Regions from separate parts of the Ovis aries genome. Here region 1 is linked to region 2. The links are chromatin contacts, called in public Hi-C maps. All regions are on one chromosome and are shown on one strand. The core of a region is the stretch at or near the end of the contact, and the rest is flanking DNA. Distances in the headings are between cores, read along the strand shown.

What was found. Hi-C and Micro-C count contacts between places; a contact is called where the count stands out from the background.
Region 1: a contact with region 2 is called in a Hi-C map of hypothalamus, with 2.8 times the contacts expected there. The contact joins the enhancer-like site here to the promoter of LPP in region 2. A contact is called at or near these places in 2 of 16 Hi-C or Micro-C datasets (hypothalamus and tail adipose tissue).

Annotation. Positions count from the first base shown.
Region 1 is chr1:200,085,920-200,091,473 of ARS-UI_Ramb_v3.0, forward strand. No RefSeq gene overlaps it. Among named protein-coding and RNA genes, the nearest start is that of LPP, 98 kb to the left of the region's middle. Within about 2 kb of position 4,227, at least 39 of the 54 cell types and tissues checked have an H3K27ac peak or open chromatin away from gene starts, as enhancers often do. A contact at or near this core is called in hypothalamus, where this site is marked.
Region 2 is chr1:199,986,340-199,991,913 of ARS-UI_Ramb_v3.0, forward strand. It overlaps LPP (LIM domain containing preferred translocation partner in lipoma), which reads right to left and starts at 4,061. Exons shown (of 12, transcript XM_042233292.2): 1 at 835-4,061.

The sequences.
Region 1 (5,554 bases), core at 2,977-5,476, 100 kb after region 2:
CTGTAAATTTAGCTGATTCTCAAGATCCTGGTCAACCTCAAGCTTCAGGGGTCTAAAAAAATGTCTATGCTTTGCTTATCATTGTTATAGAAGGAGAAGGGACTTCCTGGATAAAAGGTAGCCAGCCTAAAGCCAATCTGCCTTTACAAGTTAAGTGCTCTCTTTACTAACTTGGCGCCACAGAGCGAGCACAGAGTCAATAGCCTAGGACATGACTGTGCTTCTCTTTGCTCCATGACCTTGGTGGTGGTGGTGGTTTACTTGCTCAGTCGTGTCCAACTCTTTGTGACCCCTGGACGGTAGCCTGCGAGGTTCCTCTGTCCATGGGATTTCCCAGACAAGAATACTGGAGTGGGTTGCTATTTCTTTCTCTGGAGGATCTTCCCTACCCAGGGATGGAACCTGGGTCTCCTGTGTTATAGGTGGTCTCTTGGACTGCAGGTGGATTCTTTAATGACATGACTTTGGGCCAGCCCTTAACTTTCTCTAGGCCATTAAAAGAAAATCTCTATAATGGGATTACTGCCTTCTCCAGCTTTGCTCACGGGATTGTTTGCCTGGAGCTAAAGGATGTAGAAATGCTTTATGGTATTCAGGCTCTTTTATATGTGTGACTTAATAGTGAGTTTGCCTTTGGTTCACTAAGAACAAGTAAAAACAACCTGTAGATTTAGTCAAAGTTTCTGTGTGGCCAAGACCACACTGAGGGAACTGAAATATTTTTTCCTCAAGTTCATTTTGTTTTCTTGTTTTTCCAGTAATAGTGCAAGTTGAAACAGGATTTAATAAAATGTCCATACATCCAGTTTGCCTGGTACAGTTCTATTTGCAATTGTCATCCTGGATGTTGCTGTTGTGTTTTTGTTGCTAAGTCATGTCCGAATCTTTCGGGACACTATAGACTATAGCCCTTCAGGCTCCTTTGTCCTTGGGATTTCCCAGGCCAGAATACTGGAGTCAGTTGCCATTTACTCCTCCTCCAGGGGAATCTTCCCAACCCAGGGACTGAATCTGCATCTCTTGCGTCTCCTGCATCGTCAGTCAGATTCTTTACCACTGAGCCACCAGGGAAGCCCCATCCTGGCATAATTATTAATAATTTTTCATATTCAGAAGTGTCTCTATTCTGGCAATAAGTTACACTGTTACCCTTAAATATCACTCTGTTCAACCACTTAATTTCATATTTTGGAAAATAGAGGCTCAGAGAAGAAAAATGACTTTCTTAATCTACCCGGAGTTTGCCCAGAACCTGGACTTGGCAAACTCTTTCTCTTTGTGCCTGGGAAGAAAGTGAAGGGGAAAGCAGGCTGAGAGGATTCTCCTTTTGTTGTCCTCCTGTTTCCTGAAGCAAGAGCAGCCCCACCTTGCTCCTGATTTCCTGGAAAGTGATCAGCAATCCTGTGGCTGCCAGTGGCCAGCAGGGAACTGAGGGATGGAGCAAGCATTTCAGAATGCTGGAAAAAGGATTTTTCTCTTCTATATTCAGAAGAATAACCCCAAGGGGAGAACCACTGGCTATTAATAACTAGTCCTTATTTAGGTACATACATTTTTGAATTATTACTGTTCATAAAGTACATTTATGACTATAATCTTAATTAGTCTAGTTCTTACTGCTTTTGAAAATTATCTTGGAGGCATCATTATTTTCATTTTGTAGTTGAAAAGCTGAAAACCTGCAAAGACAGTTGAATCGCTTTAGGTTTCACAGTCAGTGTTAGAGATGGGAACAGAGTGTCATTTCTTAACTCCTGACCTAAAGTTCTTTCCCCTTTTCCTTGTTTCCTGTGTTGCTACTTCAGACATCTCCAGGGAGAACTTCATTATAATAAAGCATTTTGGTGTTTGAGTAACTAAATCCCTTAGATGCAGCCCAACGCAGACCCACCTTGTACCTTGAATTTGTCCTGTGGCAAGTAGGAATGTTAGAACATGGCTCATGATTAACCATGATCTTCATTCTGTTAACATTATCTCTGAGAAAATGAGTATGTAGATGGGGAAAAGGATATTGCATTCTGGAATAATATTTTTGTCTTTCAAATTGTTGCTAGGATCATGGGGAATAGATTCTCATCAGTCTCATAATCTGAAGGTCCTGGGTTTGAACCTCAGAGAGGGCAGGCCCTCACTTTTGGGCTTCCTTTGTACCTCAGTCAGTAGAGAATCTTCCTGCAATGCAGGAGACCAGGGTTCGATTCCTGAGTCAGGGAGATCCCCTGGAGAAGGAAATGGCAACCACTCTAGCATTCTTGCCTGGGAAATCCCATGGACAGAGGAGCCTGGCCGGCTACAGTTTATGGAATCGCAAGAGTCGGACACGACTTAGTGATTAAACCACCACACACAGTACCTGACTGTAGTGTGCTTACAAATCACTGACCTGATAATTTGCAGAATTTCCATTTCAGAGAGATTTGTTCTAGCAGAGACCGAAATTCTTTGTTTGGAACTTGACAAATTTCAGACCCACGAGAACTCAGTTTGACAAGCTATGCAGCTACATCCTTCCATCATCACTCAGCCCTAAGCTGGCAACAATGCTGGGCAAGTCTTCAGTATGCAAATCAGGGACCCCAGATCTATCGTGATTAGTGTGTGACTCCTGAAATGTTAGGAAAGTCACTTTTCTCTTAAGAACTTCAGTTGCTTCAGTTGTCACGTGTTGAGATTGGATTAATCAATGTGCTTCTAGCTTTTATAGCCAGTGGATTCTGTTTTTCTGAGAATGCTGTGGGATCCTAGGATGTAGAAATGGTAAAACAGGTAGGGCTGAGGACTTGGAACCCCCTTCATTTAATCCACTTGTTGCCACATGACATCTGCATGGAAGATGTCAGTGTGGAAATGATGGGATAATTCCTCAAACCCCTTTTAGTCCCCAGCACTGGCATTCTAAGGACCAATAATATCTTTGATACATGTTAAACATGTGAGATGGGTTTCCCTGGTGGCTCAGTGGTAAAGAATCTGCCTGCTAATGCAAGAGATGTGGGTTTGATCCCATATTCAGGAAGATCCCCTGGAGGAGGAAATAGCAACCCACTCCAGAATTCTTACCTGGGAAATCCCTTGGACAGAGGAGCATGGAGGGCTACAGTTCATGGGGTTGCAAAAGAGAAGCAAAAGACACAACTTAGCAACTAAACAACAACAAACACCCAAGGGCTTCAGTGAATCCAGGATTCAGGATCTAGAACTGGGCAGATGGGTAAGGTTATAATGGCATCACAAAGAGTAGAATTTGGAGTGAAAAGCAGCATGGTACAGTTGTTACCCTTCACAGGTGCACAGCCCTTCATAGTTCACATAGTATTTGCACATCAGTTGTCTCTTGAGGGCTTGTGAGCTCTGTGCATTTCGATATTTACACAATGACCTTCCATGAAGTGACATGAGTGTGCCTGGTACAGTGGTTGAGCTCCGGAATATAAAGAGGATCCATTTGAGCCTCAAGAAGCTCAAGCCCTGGTGAAGGAAAAGGCAGGTAAACATATCAGAGCAATTGCAAAATGGGAAGCCTCTTAGAGAGGTACATGCAAATGTTGAGGAGAGAAGAAACGATTCACTTTTCCGGGGGTGGGGAGGAAGTGGCATTGTTAGGGTGGGGCTCTGCAGGTGGAGTTCCCCGGGCCTTTAATCCAGGTCTTTCTACCTGCTAGGCTCCTGTTCAGGCTAGAGAGAAAGCCAGTAGGGGAGAGGGGAGGAGTTTGGGGAACCTGGCCCGGGGGAGCAAGCAGAGGTGAAGCTACGAAGGTAGATTTGCTGGGAAGGACTGTGAATGCAATGCAAAGAATTTGGACCCCGTGGCAATGAGATCTTCATTTTCCAGATGAGGAGCCAGGCTCACAGGAGTCCAGAGCTACCCTGAAGCCACAGGCACCAGGAAGGGACCTGCAGGGTCGGCCCAAGCCAGCGCCCTGCCGCTCCTTCTGCTACCCTGTGCTGCCTCCAGCAGGCCTGAGCCGAGCAGCCCCTGCGTGGGAGAGGCCCTGGGCTGTTTATCCGGCTGGGCTCCGTGGGGCTGGCGCTGGCAGGGAATGGAAGTGGGTGGGGTGGGGGCCGGGGAGGAGAGGAGGGGCCTGACAACAAGGGCGACATTCAAGGCCTGCGCTGGAGCCGGGCGAGGAGAATGGAAAGCTACAGTCTGTCGGAGCGTCCAGCCTTGGCAGGGCGGTCGGGGCCTTATAAGGAAATGTTGTTCTCTCTCAGCCAGTGGGGCTGGGACGGAGCCCTGTGCCCACAGGACAGAGCTGCCCTTGTGGGGGGAGCAGGGGTGCCACCCGCCCCTGGGCTGTGAGCGCCGTGAGCCGGGGCTCTCAATGGGCCACTTCTGCATGCTCAGCATTCCCTCTCAGGCCCAGCAGGCCAGCGGCCCCCACCCCCTGAACGCCCTCCCCCTCCCTGGTGCCCCGGGCTGATTGGAGGAAAGGAAAAAAACAAAACAAAACAAAGACTTGGCCAGATTTCAGACCTCGATGATGTTTGATGCCGAATTACCCTGAAAACAGGCTCAAGTCAAATTCCCTCCTGTCTCTGCAGGGGGAGGGATGTCTCTGTGCCCTATGTCCAGGGCCTGCACCCAGCCTCCTCCTAGTGACCACAGGACTCCCAGAGCTGGGCCCTGTCGTGGGCGCAGAAACACAGGAGGAGGAAGGCTGGAGCTGGTGGGCAGAGCCACGAGTGCGCTCCTGGGAGCAGGACGGCTCTTCAGGGTCCTTCCCAGTGGGCTTGGGACACTCGGGAGGGTGCAGAGGAAAAACATGGCCACCCACAAGCAAAGGAGAGGGCTCCTCAGGAGAGAGAGGTCAGCATCCATCACTGCTCCACGGCGGTGCAGTGAGGGATGATTTGAAGCACTGATCTCTAAAGGGAGCTCCCTGGACCTGGGACCGAAGAAGAAGAGATGCTTGTCTGGCCTTTTGCTTTGCCTATTCATAGACTCACAGGTGTATGAAACCCTGGAGCTGCTGGGAAAGAGGTCAGCCAGTCAGCTCTCCACCTAAAGCTAACTTGGCAGACCTGCAGGGGGCCTGTGCTCTAGGTGACCCTGTGTGCCAGCTGTCGTGGGCCACACTAAGGGCCGAGTCATGAGAGGCACCCAGGGAACAAAATGTGAAGGAGAAGGTTACGAACCCTGAGAAAAATACAGAAAAAAGGCTCTTAGAGTTGACAGAGGGAAATTCCTCTTGAATAGGTGATCAGAGCAGTGGACACGAAAGGTCAGGGTGAAGAGAAGACCTTTGGGGTGAAGAGAAGATCTTTGGGGTGCAGAAAGGCTCAGAGTTCAAGAAGTGACATTCTGAAAGCTTGGAGAGTGAGGGAGATCGTTTCCAGGGGAGAGGCTGGTGTGGGCGGGCAGGAAGGATGGGGAGGCTTGGGGCTGGCTAGGTTCCTGGATGGGCATACTGGTGTGCGCAGCTGGCACTAGGGTTAGCACCAGACTTTGGAGGCCCTGAGTGTCAGAAGGAAGAAGGGACTCAAGTGACAGATAGCTGGGAGCTGCAGAAGGGTTTTGAGAGTCAGAGAGGCTGGGCATTAGGCAGTGTGA
Region 2 (5,574 bases), core at 2,811-5,310:
CGATAATACATCATGTGACGTACAGCCCTCTGTCTCAAAAAACTTAGAAAACTGAGCCTTGATTTCTAATTGGAGAAGGAAATGGCAACCCACTCCAGTATTGTTGCCTGGAGAATTCCGTGGACAGAGGATTTCTAACAGGCAAAACAGTTTTCAGAACTTTCTGAGATGCTCTTTCAAGTTATAATCGTCAAATTTGGCTCAAATAAAATTTTCCAATCCTTTCTTAGATCGACTGATTAATTTTTCATCCACAATTTGCACTTGTCCTTCTGTGGAAAAAGAAGAAAGTGGTGAAGAGGCTGTAGATCAGGCAAAGGTTCAAAACTCGGCCATTTCACTTAGGGGTTATGTAACCTCACTTACGGCTTCCCTAGTGGCTCACTGGTAAAGAATCAGCTAATGCAAGAGACGCAGAAAAAGCAAGTTCAATCCAGGGTTGAACTCTCCAGGTTGAACTTCTCCAGGGTTGGGAAGATCCCCTGGAAAAGGAAATGGCAACTCCCTCCAATATTCTTGCCTGGGAAACCCTATGGACAGAGGAGCCTGGTGGTCTACAGTCCATGGGGTCACAAGAGTCAGACGCGACTTAGCAACTAAACAACAACAAATCTTATTTGACCACACTCACTTACTCATCTGCAAAATGAGATTGATAATCATAAAACCTACTTAGATGAATCAGTATGAGAATTATGTAAGTACACAGTAAGTAGGCAAAATTTTTATATATTATTATTAAGAAAGATCAAAAATCACGTGTTTTCTAGCCTCAATTCTGTGGTTTACCAGTTTCCAAGCATGAATCCCATTAACCCATGGCCGGCCACCTACCCTATTTGTAGAAAGTCAGGAGAGGTGAAGTCCTCATCAATTTATCAGTGTCCTTTCCCATTTCTGTGACTTGCCTTAAGAAGCCACCACCGTTTTCCTCCACACATCTAAGCCATTTACAACAGACTCCCACATCACACTTCCGTTTCTTCTTCCCTTTTCCACCTCTGCTTCACACACGCCTTTAAGACCGTGAATTTCCACCCAGATAAGAGCTTTGTGCATGCACCACAACTCTGCCTACCTTTTCCTCACCTCTTCCAACTCACTTCTTCCATCTGGGTGCAGCCTTCCAATGCTGAATTCCAAGAAAAGTCCCCACCCATCGATGCACAAGCTGAGCTAGGAGTCCTAAATACTGCCCCGGGTCAAAGTCTCAGCTCCACTCAGTGGTAGTAGTAAAAGCCGCTCAGTCGTGTCCAACTCTCTATGATCCCATGATCCCGTGGGCTGTAGCCTGCCAGGCTTCTCTGTCCACAGAATTTCTCAAGCAAGAATACTGGAATGGTGTGCCATTCCCCTCTCCAGGGGATCTTCCTGACCCAAGGACCGAACCTGGGTCTCCTGCATTACAGGTAGATTCTTTACCATCTGAGCCACCAGGAAGCCCACCAGCTCCATTCAACCAGTTACTAAATGTGTTACTCTTCTTCCTGTGGTTACCATCCCAATACCTAATCCCACAGATGCCTCCAGAGCCCTTAACGGCCTTGTTTTCATGAGAACTTCTAGAGAACCCCATAATGGCCCCTACAATCCACAAGATAAATGTACATCTGCTTACCAAAAACTGAAAGTCCTCCCATTTCTCCATGTCCCACCACTCCGTTCCTGCTGGCCATTCAAACTTAGGCCTTCTTCCCTACATCTGTTAGCATACACCTAACAGGTTCATCTCTATCTGTCTTTTTCCCACTTAGGCAACTCCTGCTGCTGCTGTTGCTAAGTCACTTCAGTCGTGTCCGACTCTGTGCGACCCCATAGACCCTAAAGGCTCTCTTTAGGTACCACTCCTTCTGGTAGCTTCCCTGAGGTTGAACTACTTCAGTGCAACCAAAACATACCCCTAGAACAGTACCACACACTCACTCACACAAACACACACACAGGTGCTCCCCCAGAACAGGGACTGACCATGTCCTCCTAATCTTTGTATTCATAGGGCCAGCCAGTTCCTGCTTCACAGCAGGTAGGCTCCAGAACCCATGTGCCTCACCCATTGCTCCTCTCCTTTCAATGTAAAAATAGCAGCGTGCTCCATCCTCTGTTTTTATTATGTTACCTGGCATCTTCTATCCCCCTGCCCATTTTCTATTTAATGCATTAAATCTCTGGGCTAACAGAGCCTCCCAGTCATTGTGAGTTACATTCTGCCCTTGGTCAAAACCCCCCAAAATAGTTCTGAAATTAAATTCAATCTGACTCTTCCTATTCCCAATTAACCCATGCTAGTTCCACTGCAGGGTAGTCACATGTTAACACCCAGAGTCAAAGTTCTGGGCTGTTATTTTGAGTTCATTTCTAATTAACTGGATGACCTCAGACAAGAGAAAAAATTGAGATAACAGGGTCACCAGGCCCAATTCTCAGGGGATTTTTGAGATTCAAATGGAATATTTGACGGGAAACTTTTATAAAGTGCACAGCACTGTACATTCATAAAGGATATGATTAACAAATTTTATCAGCTCTAAGCTGTCAATGGTAAAATACACCGTTATCAACTTAGGACGATGATCTGCTCAACTATGATACATCTGTGATTATAAGACAACCCAATGTCACTGATATAAAATGTGAAAAAGTATATTTTTTCTGATGAAATACAGGTATCTGTCTCAATAAAATAAAGAATCTGCCATAAAATTTTCACATTTGCCAATGGCATGTAGTAAGCAGTAGTAACTGTGGAGTAAATGAGCAAACACTCATTGATAATTCTTAGGCCAGATTATTGCCTCTCTCACTGGAATGGGCGGCAGAGGATTACCCAGTGCCAGTTCCTCCCTTCTCGCTCATGTCCCAGCCTGCTCAAAACCCTCAAATGATGACTTCAAGTCATATCCATGCCTGGCATTTTTAAGGACCTTCATAATGAAGCCTCCTCTCCCATCAACCACTGTCTGGAACTGACTGTTCACTGGAATATGTCCTGCCAAGAAGGGTCCCACTCTGTCAGTCCCAATCATAGTAACCAGCTCAATAGAAGTTTCTCCTCCTGCCAATCCTCGAAGCCAGGTCCAGGCCCACCCACATGTAGGAGCACGACACTGGGTGGCTGCCTGACCCAAGGGCTCCAGGTTCGCAACCTCACTGTTCAGACAGCTGACCCCAATTACATATTTCTTACCTAGAATCTATACTCCAGATTCTAAAGCCTGGGTGCTGAGGTTGGAAGTCTGCCTTGCAACCTTTTGACTGACCCTGGTGCAGACAAAGACCCTGAAGGAAGAAGGCTGGTCATGGGATACAAAGAACCCTACTGAGAGTTCTGGCCTCCCACCAGCTACCAAAATTTACTGTAGACTTTAGTACTGGCACTCACCTTCTCTGAGCCTTCATTTATATTTCCCTATCTGTAAGAGCAAGGGGTAGTGAGGAAGGAGGGGAGGGGAGTTGGAGGGAAGAGGGTGTTAGCTGCTTTTTCCCTTTCCACTTAAAGGCTTTCTTAAAATGCTCTTGTGTTCAAAGAGGTAGGCCATTAAGTCACTAAACACCTTAGTGAAAATGGGGTTTATTGGGAAGCAAGGAATTTAGAAAGGGGGGTAGGAGACAGAAAAGATAGAGGGGATTGGATACAAAGTTAAATGAGTCTGGTACTAGAAAAGAAGTTCAAAGGTGAAGCGAAATTTTTGCATTTTGTGTTCATGGTGAGCAGGCAGTGGATCACTGAGAAGGGAAAGGAAGCCAGAAACATCCTTCAGCTTCCCCAGCACCCCAAAATCCCAAAGACACCCCTCTGTCCAAGTGCACTCAAGCACAGTCCACTGATTATCCCATTTTATGTGCCCACGCTGCCCCACGCCGTGCCCCCAGCACAGTAACAGTTACAGCTTCATCTCCACTCTCCACACTTGAGTCTTCTCTGCCTCTGCAGTTCCCTCCGGCTCATGCCCTCATTCCTTGTCCCTAGTTACTAACTTCAGAAAAACCCTTCATCCTTCAAAAGCCTCGGATCCCTCATGAAGGACCAGACCAAACTCCTGTCTCCAAGCCCCGCCCCGCGCCTTTTCCCCTGGACTTAGCACCTTCTGTCTGGGGTCAGGTTTGGTTCTTTGGTTGACTGAACGCTTCCTGAGGGCAGAGTCTAGGCCCTAAACGCCTCTGGATCCAATAACCCAGCACAGGGCGGCACACAGCGAGTGCTGGAGAACTGCTTGGAGAAAAGGAACCAGGAGTCGGGAGCCATTTATTTTAGTTACGGCTCTGCCTCTAGTGAGCGACTTTGGGGAGACTCAGCTCTCTAGGCCTCAGTTGCCCCAGCTGGGAAATGGGGGAGCTTGATGCCTGGGTTCCTAGGCCCCTTCCCCAGTGACAACTGTGATTCCGCGAAAGCGCAGAGCTGCTGGGTGTGGCCCCGCCCCCTGGGAGTCCTGAAAAGCCCGGGCAGGGGGCGCGCAGGGAAGGCCTCCAAGCCCGCCCAGCCCCCGGTCGAGGCTTCCCAAAAAACTCGGGGTCCCCCTCCCCCACGCGTGCACCCCGTGCTCGCGCCGCGGCCAGCACTTCCGCACCGCGGGCCCTGCGGCCCGGGCCGGACGCGCGTTGGGTGCCCTGCGCCCGGCTCTCCTGCCACCCCGGAGGCGCTCTTGCCGGGGAGGGCTGGGGGTTCCCGAGGCGCCCGCGGGCGGAGGGTGAGGGGAAGGAAGGAGGATTTGCAACAATACCTCGGGGAGGAGGCGGCCGGGGCAGCGGCGGCGGCGGCGGCGGCTGGAGGCGGAGGCAGCGGCGAAGGAGGAGGTGCCCAGGCACTCCCCCTCCCATTGTCCCCAGCCCCGGCCAGGCCCGGCCCCGCGCCCCGCACCGCGCCCCGCGCCCCGGGCCGCGCAGCCAGCCCTTACCTTGCAGCGACCGGCTCTCCCCCGCTCGCTAAAGCTACTTATCCCGGGAAAGCTCGCGCGGGGCCCGGGAGCGAACCCACAGACAAAAAGTGAAACTTCGGCAAGGCTGGAGCGGCTGCTGGTTGGTGCCTTTCCCCCTCCTTCCTCCCACCGTCCCCACCCCCTCCCCTCGGTCTCCCGTGCGGTGCCCTGAGAGCTGGAGGCTGACGTCAGGGGCCTGAATTCCTGACTTTGCCTGCACGCATTTGTCCATGTAAGGTATGGGAAGGCGGGTGCCCGCGGGGCCGCGGCGCTCGCCGCCGGGGGAGGGGGCGCCCACCTCGGGGCCCGTGGCCCGGCCCCAAGGTGGGTGCATCGAGGGCGGTGGATTTCCTGGAGGAAGAGAAGACGCGGGGAACGCGGGGAGCTTGCAGAGGAGGAAGGGAAAGAGGGAGGTGTGGGGCCTTTGCCTGCCCTGGAGGAAGAGGAAGGAGACGTGGAAGGAGGAAGCGGCCGGGGCGAGGGGCTACTGAAAAAAATGAGGGAACCTGCGTCCACTGGTAGGAGACTACCAGACTAGGGAGTTGAGTCCGGGTAGACGAGCTCTGCGGTGGAATCCCCCTGCGAGATCTCGCTCGTGAGCCCCGCTCGGATTCCCAGCAAGGTTCAAACGTACTGGATGTCGGAACTGGCCCCGACCAAC